Regions from separate parts of the Hordeum vulgare genome. Here region 1 is linked to region 2. Evidence: chromatin contacts called from public Hi-C data. All regions are on one chromosome and are shown on one strand. The core of a region is the stretch at or near the end of the contact, and the rest is flanking DNA. Distances in the headings are between cores, read along the strand shown. Region 1 holds the start of LOC123401815 (beta-D-xylosidase 3-like). Region 2 holds the start of LOC123401248 (putative lipase ROG1).

Evidence for each region. A called contact is a pair of places that touch in the nucleus more often than the background predicts.
Region 1: a contact with region 2 is called in a Hi-C map of seedling, with 5 times the contacts expected there. The contact joins the promoter of LOC123401815 here to the promoter of LOC123401248 in region 2. A contact is called at or near these places in 3 of 6 Hi-C or Micro-C datasets (leaf and seedling) and 1 of 1 datasets of contacts at active chromatin or transcription factors (embryo).

What each region holds. Positions count from the first base shown.
Region 1 is chr6H:410,491,677-410,495,655 of MorexV3_pseudomolecules_assembly, reverse strand. LOC123401815 (beta-D-xylosidase 3-like) reads left to right here and starts at 1,948. Exons shown (of 3, transcript XM_045095664.1): 1 at 1,948-3,489; 2 at 3,571-3,963. The coding sequence starts at 2,073.
Region 2 is chr6H:410,104,302-410,108,125 of MorexV3_pseudomolecules_assembly, reverse strand. LOC123401248 (putative lipase ROG1) reads left to right here and starts at 1,365. Exons shown (of 10, transcript XM_045094996.1): 1 at 1,365-1,634; 2 at 2,239-2,306; 3 at 2,555-2,625; 4 at 2,722-2,958; 5 at 3,058-3,221; 6 at 3,305-3,360; 7 at 3,440-3,492; 8 at 3,607-3,727. The coding sequence starts at 1,501.

The DNA of each region.
Region 1 (3,979 bases), core at 699-3,198, 390 kb before region 2:
CAAAAATCACCACGGTGTCATCAACTCTAGATGAGTTGGTAAAAAATAGTCTAGTTAAGTGTGGAAGAGATTGAACATTGCGTTAACTTTTGTGCAAACATAGAAGAGGAAACAAGTTAAATAACCTATTTGGTTTCGGGGATCGCACACAGGGGTGGGCCCACTTCAATTCATGGGTATTCAGTTGAATACCCATTATTTTGGCCAGAGAATACATATATACAAAGTCTATAGATTGTATATACATAGGAAAAATTTGAAGTTGACACGTACTAATGGGCTATGAAAGCATTTCATCCCAATACTGGGAGTAGCCCATGTCCTGCCTAATTCTCCCCTACCACTCCGCTACCTAGCCCAATGTGGCCCAGTCGTCCAGCTCGGAAATTGCTGCAGCGCTCAACCATCACGCGTCGTGCGAGAACACGAACGTGCGCGGAAGGCGGAACGAACCGGCGGCACCGGCGCCTCTCCAGTTTTGATCGCACGCAGCCACATGGCAGGGCATCTCAAGAAGAAGGCCGACGGGGGCATGCGGCACGGGCAGGCATGGTGGCGGCGCTGCGTAGCGTCCATTTCTCATCCTATCTATGCTCCGACTTGGCCTTCAAGATCTGATTGGTATGCTCATGTATCCTGATCAAGGAATCTCCCTTCTCTCATGCTGAATTATAGCTGAAATGAACTCATGTATTGCATGCGTTTCCTCCCGTTGTCCAGCTGCCGCAGGCCGCAGGAGCCCCGTCAAAACACACAATTTTATACTCCCTCCGTTTCTAAACATAAGTCTTTTAAGCGATTTTACTTGAAGTCTACATACAGAGCAAAATGGTTGAATCTATACTCTAAAATATGTCTATATACATCAGTATGTTGTCCACTAGTGAAATCTCTAAAAAGACTTATATTTAGAAACGGAGTGAGTACTTGTACACCATTAGGTAAGTTGAGGTGCTTTCCTATATTTTAGTATATCGAAATATGATACATTTTTATCATGAATTCATGATTTGTTCAGATGTGAATGTCGTTCAGTACCTACAGTATTATTTAGAAGTACTACACATTAATATAGTTTTTTAAAATGAAAGGGGTCTCCACCGCTCCACTTTATTAATGAAGCAATGAACAAACACACATTAATATAGTCTGTAAATTGTGATGCGAATTTACAGTGTGAGAATGATTATAAAATTGTAACAGTATGACAATGATCATTACTTAACAAAATGAGCACTCTTTTGCATATTACAGAACTACTCTCTCCATTTCTAAATATAAGTCTTTCAAAAGATTTCACTACTGACTAATACGGAATAAAACGAATGAATCTATATTCTAAAGTATGACTATATATATATCCATATGTAGTTCATAGTAAAATCTCTAAAAAAACTTATATCTAGAAACGGAGAAGGTAGTACGTTACCGTACTATAAAAAATTATACGTGCCAACAATATAGGCTTTAAGATGTTAAACAAATTGTTAGTCTTTAAAATTTTGAATACACACCCTATAAATCCTGGGCCCGCCCCTGATCGCACATGAAAAACGGATGGAGCGATGGTCAGATCATGCGGATCCGTCGCTAAATATCACATGTATGAAAAGTAGCAATCTCGTATAATGAAAGAATTCGCTGCAAGCAGATTCAGCTAAAAGTCGAGACCTTACAGGAGAGATGGGTTGTCCCTCCCTGGACGGAAGCATAACTTGCAGAACGTGGAAGGATGATCAGCCTCGTCGTTCCCGATGGCACGTTCAGCCATACCACCTTATCACGGAGTCACGGAGAGAAGATCGACGACACCACCATCAATTCCACCACCGTGCAATCCATGTGCCAGATCTCATCTTTAAATTCGCACAACAACAACCAGTTCTCCAGCTCTCAGTTTCTGGCGTTTCCCGTGTTTGGATCTGCAACCAGCTGCTCCCGCGGCTGTCCTTTTTTGGTCTGGTTCAAAGGACCCCTATGGCCCCGCCCTACTATATACACTGTTTCACTGTACGTGCGCACGCACTTGCCACGGCAGACCAAGAGCAACGAGAGGTTCCTCTCTCGTCGCAATGGCGTCTTCGCTTCGCCATTGCGCGCTCTTGGCCTCGCTCCTCTGTGCCGTTTCCGTCGCGGTCACTTCTGTCTCCGGCGGCGGCTCCGGGCTCGGCCCGATCACCACCAATGGCCGGAACTACACCAAGGTCTGCGACCCGGCCCGGTTCGCGGCCTTGGGTCTTGAAATGGCGGGTTTCCGGTACTGCGACGCGTCCCTGCCATACGCCGACCGGGTGCCGGACCTCGTCGGCCGGCTCACGCTGGAGGAGAAGGTGCGCAACCTCGGCGACCGCGCCGAGGGCGCGGCACGCGTCGGGCTGCCGCCGTACCTGTGGTGGGGGGAGGCCCTGCACGGCGTGTCGGACACCGGGCCCGGCGGCACCCGGTTCGGCGACGTGGTTCCCGGCGCCACCAGCTTCCCGCTCGTCATCAACAGCGCCGCGGCGTTCAACGAGACGCTGTGGGGAGCCATCGGCGGCGCCGTGTCCACCGAGATCAGGGCCATGTACAACCTGGGCCACGCCGAGCTCACGTACTGGAGCCCCAATATCAACGTCGTGCGCGACCCGCGGTGGGGCCGCGCCAGCGAGACGCCCGGCGAGGACCCCTTCGTCGTCGGCCGGTACGCCGTCAGCTTCGTCCGCGCAATGCAGGACATCGACGGCGCTGGTCCCGGTGCCGGTGCCGACCCTTTCGCCCGGCCCATCAAGGTCTCCAGCTGCTGCAAGCACTACGCCGCCTACGACGTGGACGCATGGCTCACCGCCGACCGCCTCACGTTCGACGCGCAGGTGGAGGAGCGCGACATGATCGAGACGTTCGAGCGGCCGTTCGAGATGTGCGTGAGGGACGGGGACGCGAGCTGCGTCATGTGCTCCTACAACCGTATCAACGGCGTCCCCGCCTGCGCCAACGCGCGGCTCCTGTCGGAGACCGTCCGCGGCGAGTGGCAGCTCCACGGGTACATCGTGTCCGACTGCGACTCGGTGCGCGTCATGGTCAGGGACGCCAAGTGGCTCGGGTACAACGGCGTGGAGGCCACCGCCGCGGCCATGAAGGCAGGGCTGGACCTCGACTGCGGTATGTTCTGGGAGGGCGCGCAGGACTTCTTCACCGCCTTCGGCCTCGACGCCGTGCGGCAGGGGAAGCTGCGGGAGTCCGAGGTCGACAACGCGCTGCGGAACCTCTACCTCACCCTGATGAGGCTCGGCTTCTTCGACGGCATTCCGGAGTTGGAGTCCCTCGGCGCCAACGACGTCTGCACGGAGGAGCACAAGGAGCTGGCCGCCGACGCGGCGAGGCAGGGCATGGTGCTCATCAAGAACGATCACGGCCGGCTGCCATTGGACACCAGCAAGGTTAATTCGTTGTCACTGGTTGGCCTTCTGCAACACATCAACGCCACGGATGTCATGCTGGGAGACTACAGAGGTACGTAAAGAAAAATCATCTGCACGTCAGCGACAGAGTGACTGCATTGTTGCCTGAAATTATTCGTCTGTCTCTACGCAGGCAAACCATGCAGAGTTGTGACGCCATACGATGCGATAAGGAAGGTTGTCAGCGCCACGTCGATGCAGGTGTGCGACCACGGCGCGTGCAGCACGGCCGCCAATGGGAAAACCGTGGACGCGACCATCGTCATCGCCGGCCTCAACATGAGCGTGGAGAAGGAGGGGAACGACAGGGAGGATCTCCTCCTGCCGTGGAATCAGACTAACTGGATCAACGCAGTCGCCGAAGCCTCGCCGTACCCAATCATCCTGGTGATCATTTCCGCCGGCGGCGTCGACGTCTCCTTCGCGCAGAACAACCCCAAGATCGGGGCCATCGTCTGGGCCGGGTACCCCGGCGAGGAAGGAGGCACGGCCATCGCCGACGTGCTCTTCGGAAAATACAATCCAGGTTAGGCACTACAGAT
Region 2 (3,824 bases), core at 116-2,615:
AAAGGAGTAGACCACCGGCTCCGGTGTCGGAGCCGAAGTGACCGCCGTATGCGCTACATTGGCCCGGGGCGGCGGCATGGTGCGAAAGGGGAGGGAGCTCGGAGTGACGCCGCTAGATATAGTCCGATAGAGGAGAGGCTCGCACCCCACCTCTCTTGGATGAGATTGTTGTCGGCGATGACCGGAGTGTGTGGGGCATGGCAAGATGGCGGTGTTGCCATCAGAGAAACCAAACAGGCGGTAAGGTGCGAAAGAGGGAGTGGATGTGAACTGGCGAGGAATGTGTCGGGATGGGGTGTGGGGGGTTATCAGCCGTTGCGTCGTCTCCCGCGCTTCCCCAAGCGTGAAGGCGCTCGCCATGCGTGATTCGAGCAAGCCTGGCTCGCAAAAAACGACTGATTCGACCGTTCCTCCAGAGTCAAGCCCATACTTGCTTTGAGGTTCATGCGGGCCACAAATCGCATGCGAGCACAACCAAATGTGCCAAATTCTGCCCGAGCAGGCCTAGCCCGACCTAATGCAGCCTACCAAACGCGTCCTTAGTAGCTCATGACTCGGTCACTGAACTTGTGAGTTTTGTGTCCCCTTCGCAGTTGAGATTATCGGCTGGCCCTCCTGGATGCCAGCTTCTCCGGGACTATGATCTTCCCAAGTCGCGGTTGCCGGTATTTTCTAGTCTACATCGACAACAACTTGACCTTTGCTTTTACAATCTTTTGGGTTTCAACAAGGTTGTTTCAGTACCCGAATCCTAAAGTCTACACACCACGTACCACGAGTGAATGCAAAAGGAACACAACACTGATTTCTTCAAGGGCTTGCCTGCAATTTTATATTCTTGTAAGGAAGATTTTTTTTTGCCGGAATGCCTCGTTTTATTTAATACATTGCCTTGGGACATTTAAAAAAAAACAATACTATGTTTCTAGATCATGATAATTGTTTGTTCAATTTTGTTTATCTTATTTAGAACATTTTTTTTATCTTTTTTATTGGACGACTAAACAATTTGTTTATTTATACGGGTAACAGCTCATAAAACAAGTCCTTTAAAAAAATCAGAAGATAAGCCAAGCACCACATGTGTAGAAGTTGGCGATTCCAGCCGCAAAAAAAAAAAAAATGCTGATTCTCTTGATCTTCCTCCGCCGTCTGCCGGTGGTTGGACTTGCTTCCTTGGTTCTCCGCCGGTGTGTTCTGCCATTCGGATTGGGCCGCCACGCCTACCTCCCAACCGTGCTCTGCTCGTCCCAGACAGGTGGTCCCCGTCAGCAACGTCTTCCCCACCTGTCACCCTCCGCCTCCAATCACATGCCTTCTCCTTTCTCACCCGTTTCGTGTTGGCGTACACGCGGCGTCGCGATTCGCCCGCCCTATAAGACACTCTGCCCCTTTCCCCGAGCAGCCCCTCTGCCGCCTATCCGTTTCCTTCCCCCCACTTCCGGCCCCCTCCGCGCGCGCCGTGTGCGTGCGTTCGTGTTGGGCGGGCGGGTCAGTTAAATGGGCGACCTCGAAGACGGAGACTGCCGGGAGGCTGCGGCGGCGCCCGAGGAGGAGGCGGCAGCGCCGGAGCCGGAGCCGGCCGTAGGCGGGGCCGACCACCTGGTGATCATGGTCCACGGGATCGTTGGGAGGTACGGGCCTACTTGCTAAGCTTGCGGGCCTCCTGCGGCGACCCGGCATCGATCTTGTTCTCTGTGTTTGTCCAGTGATTTGGCCTCATTTTTCAGGAAAGAAAAGTAATTTGGCTTCCTAAATTGCTCGATTCTCCTAGCGACACGTACATACGTTTTTTCTCCCTTCTATATGGGACCCGTCGGTTGTCTCCAAAGCTTTGCGGATTTAGGATTGACGCGATAGTTCTCTTATAATGTTTTTACTTCTATTTTGGAATTCTGGTTGGTATAGTAGGAGATGAACATGGACGACCTCTACATTTCTATCTACTTTTTGATAATAAAATGGAATAATTTGATCACTTAGAATGTCATGGTAGCAGACTAAATTGAGATGGGTTATCGCTTCATACCATGTACTAGTTCACACGGATTCGGCTGGTTTGGCATTTCCAGCAGAGCAGGCAAAATTAGGCCCCCGTATCACTGAATTCAGAGTGCCTAACTAGCTGAATTTAACACCCAATGCATCCGCACATGTATATTGCAACTATGAATAATCGAGAGATTCCTACTTTGGCATTTGCCCATGGTATTGATATTTCTCTCGTTATTTGTACAGCACAGCGGATTGGAAATTTGGAGCTGAGCAATTCCATAAGTTGCTAGAAGGCAGAGTCATAGTTCATTGTAAGGTCTACTCATTCCCGCATGTTCATCGCCTATCTTATTGGTGTTAACTATTAAGTTTAGTGAGCTATTATTGCAATGAAATAAGAAAAAACTGTTGTGGCAGATAACAATAGATTTCCTCTCTCCCTCTACTTCCATTATTCCAATTGAAGTCGTACAGAGCCTATTTCTTCTACAGTATGGAAGCTCTTTCTGGGTTATGAACATTTCCTTGTGGATAGTCCAATGATATGTTAATTCTCTAGGTAGTAGCAGCAACATGCACAAGCTAACTTTAGATGGCATTGATGTGATGGGTGAACGGTTGGCACAAGAGGTTAGTTTTTCATTATGCATCTTGCATTTTTCATCTTCCTTTCTGCGCTTTATGTCTTCGTTCCCCCAATTTAATGACAAAAATTTAGCAAGCCAGGTTATTGAAGAAATCAACAAAAGACCACAGATAACAAAGATATCTTTTGTTGCGCATTCCGTTGGAGGATTGGTTGCAAGATATGCCATCGGTAGACTCTATAGACCACCTAGACAAGCACTTGCAAATTGTCCTCAGAGTTTGAGAGACAGCAACAGAGGCAACATACATGGGCTTGAGGCGGTCAACTTCATAACTGTTGCATCACCACATCTTGGTTCTAGAGGAAACAAGCAGGTAGTGGTTTCATTCTATCTTATGTTACTGTGTTCAGAACTGGAGAAAACATATAATATTTCCATCTTACGCCAATGTTTTTTTTAAACCAATATACAGGTTCCTTTCCTTTTTGGAGTTACTGCGATAGAAAAGTTTGCGTGCTGCATCATTCACTTAATATTTAGAAGAACTGGCAAGCACCTATTTCTTACTGATAATGATGATGGAAAGCCTCCATTGTTGCAATGTATGGTGGATGATTCTGGGGACCTGCGGTTCATGTATGCTTGTCTGCCAACTGCCTCTATGTGCTTGGATTGTGAATACTTGTATGTTTTCATGCTTACGGATTTTTCTATTGTAGATCTGCTTTGCAAGCATTTCAGCGGAGAGTTGCATATTCCAATGTTGGTTACGATCGTATCCTTACTTTAATCCTTAAATAAGGTTGTAAAATAAACACTTTCTTGAGGTTTTTCCATAACTGATATTGATTAAGATATTGTTGGATGGAGGACATCATCAATTAGAGGGGCCTCCGAACTACCCAAGGTACAATTTATGAACTTCTGTGTAATTTTTTATTTTGATATGTAACCGTGAATCTATATCATAACACTTTCAGTTAGTTTGGCATTTGTAACTTGATTTGATTGCGTTTTGTAGTGGGTTGATTCGACAAGCAAGATTTATCCACATATTGTATATGAGGAACTATCCAAAGCAGAATCTCTTGATCAATGTGCTGATGTTGCTGACATGGACAAGGATAACTGCACTCTAGAAGGTTTGCATTATTATTTTGACTAAACTACGATTATGTTGTATTTCACTATGGAATGACTAGTTTCTTATAAACAAAAGGGTTCTTAGAGAAATGTTAT